Linked DNA regions of Capra hircus: region 2 is linked to region 1. A link is a contact called in public Hi-C data. All regions are on one chromosome and are shown on one strand. Each heading gives the region's core, a stretch centred on a gene start, on an enhancer-like site or on the middle of the called end of the contact. The rest is flanking DNA. Distances are from core to core; before and after follow the strand shown. Region 1 holds the start of LOC102180747 (mitochondrial inner membrane protein COX18). Region 2 holds the start of ANKRD17 (ankyrin repeat domain-containing protein 17).

Region 1 (3,649 bases), core at 437-2,936:
CTACATTCTATACCAAGTAGATAGCCCGTCCCGATCATCTCCATTAACCAAATTGTAAACTGTATGTTTTAAGTATATGATATTAGGTTAAATATTCATACATTTTATTTAGGTCACAATATTCAAACTTAGAGAAGTGGAACATTTTTAAATGAGACTATAACCTGTGACCCCAAAATGCAGCAGAAAAGGTGAACCTACACTCATTGAAGTTCCAGCTTCAACTCCTGAGTACGAATCCACAGAAGGAAGTCTTAGGAATTTGAGGAATAGCTTGAAAAATTGTTGATTTAAATTATCTGAATAGTGAATGCATAAACGTGGAGTTTTTATTTTAGGATCTTTTTCCTTTCATCAACTCCTTTTCTCCTACATATCAAAGGTCACAGTCCTTAAGCTTAAATGGCGCTGCGGAAAGTCCAACTCCTGATGTTATCATGTCTCTGCAGCGAGAGGAGTGCAGCAGCATAGAAGTTGTTCCTTTGCTCCCTCAACCTTCAGGCCAAGATAATTCCATGTAAAATTGTTTTCCACTTACCAATAGGTTGCTTGTTTTAACTTGACAAGTGGATAGGGAGACAGTGATACAGGCTTTTACTTTTGGAAAAGAAATTCTGTATGTAACATATGTTGGGATGTGCATGTTAACATATAAAATTTCATGAATGGATTTAATCATGCAATTTGAAGGAAGATCACTTCCTGAACCCAGCGAAAATACATCTGGTACCCCTGGGTAGGTGCACAGTGAAGCAAGAACAGTAGCTCCAGTTTGACATTACCCCAATATTGGCCGGCACCTTCGTTTTAATCAATGATTTTGTTCCTCAACACAATTTGGCCTCTAGGTTTAGCGATGATCATTATGTTAAGAAACTCCATGTCATCCCATCGTGTTCCCAGGAACACAAAGCTAAAAACTAGTCCATGTATATTTAGCCTTCTGCTTTTAACCAGAAGACACCTGATGTTGCTGTTCAGGCTCCTGAAAGTTTATGCACGATGTTAAGCCCCAATAAAGAAGTCACCGTGCTGCCAGTGATAATTTCCCTTAACTCAGGAGATGGTTCTTTACTCTTAATAAACTTTACTGCTCTTTATAATGAAAGATGAAACACTAAAACTAGTTCTGAAAATGCCTATTAGGACAAATGAGCAAATTAAATATTTATAGCACAGACTATAAATATGCTTAGTGCATAAAGACTTGATTTTAACAACACAGAAACACGCCTCTCTCCAAACTGGCATTTCAGCAACGCGTTCAAGGTAGAGTATAATCTCAATCCCTAGCGGAAGCAATCGGGGCGCGCATAAAGACGTGGAGGGCTACCGTCTGATCACAAAAAGCCCCCACAAAGCTTAAACCATGACATGATTAGCTAAGTCAAAAAGAACGGAAGATATATGCCGAAGACCAACTTTACAGGACGAGAGTTTCCTAGAGAACGCCTCGCCGCGCCCCGGGCGCCAAGTCCCACCCCCAACACTACAATTCCGGTCTAGCCTCGAGGAGCTCCACCGCAGCAGCGCAAAAGTTTCGTGTCTGCGCAGTAGGCTTGCTCAGTGCCGCGTGGGAAAGGTGGGACTTTCCTGCCTCGTGCGTCATCTCTAGTGCGACTCAGTACGTCACTGGCTTGACCGGGAAGGTCAACTGTGGCTACCCGCGGGATCCCGCCCACTCTACGCTGGGGTTGCTGGCGCATGCGCTTAGAGGCCTCGGCGGAGCGGTGTGAGCGTGCCTGGTCCGTGAGGCTGGCGTTTCGGACCCAGCCCTGGCGCGGAGATGCTGTGCCGGCTCAGCGTTAGGTGGCTGCGGCCCCGGCCTACCCTGCAGGTCCGTGTCCTGGACCCATCGCTCGCAAGGGCCCCAGCGGGCGGCGCCAAGAGCTCCGCTTTGCCATTGTGGGCGGTGGCATCGGTCTCCGCAGTTGGCCCGAGCGGCGCGGGAGGCTGGTACGAGGCCTTGGCTACCTCGGCGCCGGTGCAGAGCGCAGAGGACGTGCTGCTCTTCGCCCACACCGCCTCGGGCCTGCCCTGGTGGGGCAGCATTCTCCTCACCACCGTGGCCCTGCGCGGGGCCGTCACGCTACCCCTGGCTGCCTACCAGCACTACATCCTGGCCAAGGTGAGGGGTGCCGAGCCGCGCCTGGACCGTGCATACCCACTTCCGTGGTGAGGAGGGTCCATGTCTCACCGGGGCGTAAGGTCCCCAGATACTTCCGGAGTACTTACTGTTAATCATCAGCACCTTTAAGGCAGCAAGCTTATAGAAAGGAATTAACACAGGTAGAGGTAAATGCAGATTCTTTGGTGGCTCTGTAGCTACAAAGAACATATTAAAGACACAATATAGACTACCGTTTCTTCAGTTTATATTACTGGAAAACGCAGGGTTGAAACATTGAAAGTGTGGAGTGTAGGGCTGATTTAATCCTTAAAATAACCCTGTGAAGTAGGTGCTGTTATACATTTTATATAAGAGGGAACAAGACTTTTGTGGTTGAATAATTGGCCCAACATCACACTGGTTAAGTGTATAAGCTGGAATTTTAATTTGATTGCAATTGAGGATATCTTAAGTTAACAGCTTGTGAGCAATCTTAGAGTTTCCTGACACAACCAGTAAACTACATTTTTTTAAATGAGTTTAGGAAATAGAGAGTAAAATTATGAGTGGTTATGAATACAGATCTTTAATGTGCTCATAACAAAGTCTACTTTTTCTTTAGCTAGGTGGAAAATTTGCAGCCAGAAATAAAAAACATTGCACGACATCTTAACCAAGAAGTTGCAGTTCGTGCACATCAGTTGGGATGGTCCAAGAGAGTTGCCAGGTAAGCTAATTCTCTGCATATAAGACCATGAAAAAATATATATGTATGTATGTGTGTATTACAGGGTATGGTATTCTGTAGCTTTAGCAGCAAAGTGGTTCTTTTTAATATTTTAAAAAGTTTGTGGCATGGTAGGTTTATATACTGGACTGAAAGCAAAAAGAGAAAGCAGAGTTCCTTGATCTTAAAGGACTCCAGATTACTGAAAAAGACAGATGTGTAATCAAATAATGACTGGATTAAGTAACTAAAAAAGATTATGTACAAGGAGTTAAGTCATCATGGGAAGTTAGGGAAGGCTTCACAGGATACAGATACTGCAGATGCCAGTTTGTTGAGATTTTAGTCAACAAAAGATACAGGTTATTTACAAACTTGACCTTTTGACAGCATAGAGCAGGTAGCTGCCCAAAAGAATGAGGAGACAGAAAATGTAAATGCCATGGTAAAAGCAACTGGGTAGGCCAGGAGTTGTTACTCTGCTATAGTTATCCTGTGTTGCTGTCTCCCTGAGCTCTTTGAGAGCCCTTGCCTAAGGGTTCTTGACCATGTTGTAGTTCTATGTGGGCAACCATCCACTAAGAATTTTTAAGTCTTCTCCTATCAGCCTACCCTAGTTCTGCTTAGTTAGGTTCCCAAATTCTGATTCTTACTAGGCTGTGACAAAGTGTTCAGCAACTCATGTCCAACTCTTTGTGATCCCAGAAATTCTAGCCCGCCAGGCTCCTCTGTCCCTGGGATTCTCCAGGCAAGAATACTGGAGCGGATTGCCAGTTCCTTCTCCAGGGTATCTTCCCCACCCAGGGATCAAA
Region 2 (3,572 bases), core at 601-3,100, 170 kb before region 1:
CTAATTATATGTGGCTGGGATTTAAAGACTGCAAAAGTATTCTAGTGGGTAGGATGAAAAAGGTGCTTCAGAATATACAAGTAGGAGGGAGGAATCCACCTGAGGTTATGACCTAAATCTGTAGTGTTAAAATATACAATGTACTGGGCTTCCCTGGTGCTCAGAAGGTAAAGAAAACACCCGTAATGCGGGACATCTCGATCCCTGGGTTGGGAAGATCCCCTGGAGGAGGGCATGGCAACCCACTCCAGTATTCTCGCATGGAGAATCCCCATGGACAGAGGAGCCTGGTGGTCTACAGTCCATGGGGTCGCAAAGAGTCAGACACGACTGAGCACCTTAGCTGCACAATACTGTTCTGCGCTTAGCAACCACTGTAGAAGAGGTACAGGCAGAAGGTTAGCACTCTCTGTGTATTTACTATAACACTTATTTCACTGCAAAGCCCCTGGAAGCAGAGACTTAGATTTTAGAAACTATGCACATAGTAGGCACATGATGAATTTTTTTCTTGAATGAATCGATTCAGTCATTGCCAATTCTGCCATAGTACTCTGCAGACTACTGGCAACTGCCCACATTTCATATGGTATGCCAATGCTAAAAAGAAAAAAAAAAAGCTAAAAAAATTCAGGCACACTCAGCTAAACTTAGCAGTCTTAAAATGGCAACTATGTCAGCTGAGACATACTTTTTATCTTGTGCCAGTACATCTGTCTTTGATGTTTCCTTCATTTTCCTTATGCTGCTGTGCCCTTATTGAACCTGAAAGGGCTAATTGAGTTCAATAAGCTACGCTATTATTTCAAAAGTCCTGCAAGTTCTTCAGACATCCACAAATGAACTCACAACCCCTATCACAATATTCCTTCCAAGAGAAACACAGACAAGGATGATTACCTATGATGCTTACTTCACAGATAAAAGCCGAGGTGATGGAGTGGAAGGACTAAATTGGGGTCATTCACTAAAACGTCTGCAAAGTCAGGCACATATCCTGCTTCCTTCTCCTGTCTTCAGCCCTTTAGAGGAAACTTTAGAGTTGCAGTGATCTCAGACATCAACTAATCGAACTCCTTATGTTGGTAACACAAGTGTAAACTCAGGTTCAGGAAGTCTATGATCCAAGACTCAAACTGAGGCAAAAGGGGCTCTTTCCTTCATACTACGCCAGCTCTCAAGATCCAAAGCCCTAACTCACCATTTGGCGGTGGAAAAAATGGCCAGGAACGAAACTACGTACGGCAGTCCAGAACCAGGCCCCACCTCCCGGATCAGGCTGTCCGGGCCTCCTGCTAACAAAGCGTCTGGCCCGAGCTTCCGTACCCGCTCCCACCCGGCCCGGGCTGCTCCGCTCCAGTCCGCCCGCTCAGCCGCCCGCCCCATGCACCGCAGCACCGCCCGCTCGCGAAGGCCGGAGACCCGGCCCTCTAAGTCTCACTTTCGTCTTTCGGCCACCCGCGCGCCACCACTCAGGCGACGGCTGATGGCGTCACTTGTACTTCCGCCTGCGGCTGCGTTCTATACACCAGCGAGGAAGGAAGAAGGGAGGTCTGAAGGGTTGTGTGTGGGGGAAATAGCGAGGAAAGAGAAGCGATCCGGGTACTAGCGGGCGCTACGGCAATCACCGCGGCCCTCCTCTGTCCCCGCCGTCCCCCCCATCGGAAGTCGCCCTAGGCACACTTCCCCCGACTCTCGGTAGTCTCCCCTCTGCTGGATCTCCGGCCACCCGGGTCTCCCTCTTCGCTTCCCCCACCCCCCGCTTGCTCCCTCACGCTCCCTCCCTCTCCCTCCCTCCCATCGTCAGGCTCCCCGCCCTTAGTATCGCGAGACGAGGTGAGAGCTGGCGGAGCGGCGGCGGCGGCGGCGGCAGTAGAGGTGACCGAGGCGGTGGCGGCGGAGGCGGCACCGAGCGCTGTGTCGGCCCCGGTGCGGCCGAAGTCGCGGTAGAGCGTAGCCCCCACGCCCCTCCCCCGTCCGCGCCCTCCCTCTTTCCCCGGAGATGGAGAAGGCGACGGTTCCGGTGGCGGCGGCTGAGGGAGAAGGGAGCCCCCCGGCGGTGGCGGCGGTGGCGGGCCCCCCCGCGGCGGCGGCGGCGGCGGCGGCGGCGGCGGCAGCAGCAGCAGCAGCGGAGGTCGGCAGCGGCATTGGCGGCGGCAGCGGGGCTCGCTCGGCCTCGTCTCCTCGTGGGATGGTGCGAGTCTGCGATCTGCTCCTGAAGAAGAAGCCGCCGCAGCAGCAGCACCACAAGGCCAAGCGTAACCGGACTTGCCGACCCCCCAGCAGCAGCGAAAGCAGCAGCGACAGCGACAACAGCGGCGGCGGCGGAGGCGGCGGCGGCGGCGGCGGAGGCGGCGGCGGCGGCACCAGCAGCAACAACAGCGAGGAAGAAGAGGACGACGACGACGAGGAAGAAGAGGTTTCTGAGGCAAGGGCCTGCTTTCAAAGGAAGAAGGGAGGAAGGGAGTGTAAAGGGTCGGGGCCAAAGGTGGGAGGGGACTTGCGAGGGGACCGATTCCTGTGGGCTTGATCTGTCTTCGGGGCTGGGCTTTCCACCGCTCTCTTTCTTTCCCGGGCCGAAATCGTGAGGTGTGGACATGTGGGGGAGGGTAGCTGACACGTGGGGGTGGGAGGACCGCAGAGTCCACAGAGTTGCTGCACAGCACGTTACCCTGGCATGGTTCACACGGTTAAGGGTGGAAGGAATTGGTTAGATTGACTGTGTGCACACCCGGCGGGGTCGGCCTCAGGCCAGTAGGGCCCTGTTACTCCTGGGGCGGGGGCGGGACCAAAGCGGGAGGGGTAAGATAATAGGTAGGAGAGTCTCTTGGGGAAAGATTAAGAGGTTGGTAGATTTCTCCCACTAGTGTGGTGGAGGGGAGCAGTTTGAGGGGGAGGCAAGCTTGTAATGGACTGAGAGCTAAGTATTTGTGTATGTGAGAGACACGTGAGAAGCTGTACTTTTCCATACTGTTCTGCTGCAGGTTCCCACCCCACCCCCCTACCCCCCCCACCATAATTGTGGCTGCTGAAGTCACCTTCACGTACTCGATCTCTCAAAGATTTTGGATGAACTGATCTTATATCCATTTACATTAATATATGACTCAGTGGATGAAAAATGTATTTGATCCTTACATGTACATACTCATACATTTTCAAATGCTTCCTTGGTGAGGAAGAATTAAGCTAGGCCCTGTTGCTTTCCACAGAAATGTGGAGCAGCCTAAGAGGCTGCTTGGGAGCCAGGGTTGGTTGTGGTGAGTTGGAATAGGAAGAAGGCCTCTTGGTCTGTCCTAGTGATCTGGTTTCATAACTGTTTATAATTTTTCCTGGGTTCACAGACAGGCGGCGTTGCAGGCCCTCATTCTTCAAAGAAGGCATTTAACCAAAAGCTCAGTAAAACGTACCATACTGAGAACAAGCTAAGAGTTGGCCTTCCTAGTTAGCAGGTCTTTTGTAACTCTCTTGTCTGCTTCCTGAAATGGAAGCTAGAAAAATCTCGATCTGAAGAAAGAAGTTGTAACTTAAGGCAACAGAAGGAAAACCGCTTTTTAAAGGCTGATTATAAA

The links. Hi-C and Micro-C count contacts between places; a contact is called where the count stands out from the background.
Region 2: a Hi-C map of blood shows a contact between it and region 1, with 4 times the contacts expected there. The contact joins the promoter of ANKRD17 here to the promoter of LOC102180747 in region 1. A contact is called at or near these places in 3 of 5 Hi-C or Micro-C datasets (blood and liver).

Annotation. Positions count from the first base shown.
Region 1 is chr6:88,706,129-88,709,777 of ARS1.2, reverse strand. It overlaps LOC102180747 (mitochondrial inner membrane protein COX18), which reads left to right and starts at 1,686. Exons shown (of 6, transcript XM_018049561.1): 1 at 1,686-2,128; 2 at 2,737-2,837. The coding sequence starts at 1,787.
Region 2 is chr6:88,878,960-88,882,531 of ARS1.2, reverse strand. ANKRD17 (ankyrin repeat domain-containing protein 17) reads left to right here and starts at 1,850. Exons shown (of 34, transcript XM_013964713.2): 1 at 1,850-2,428. The coding sequence starts at 2,003.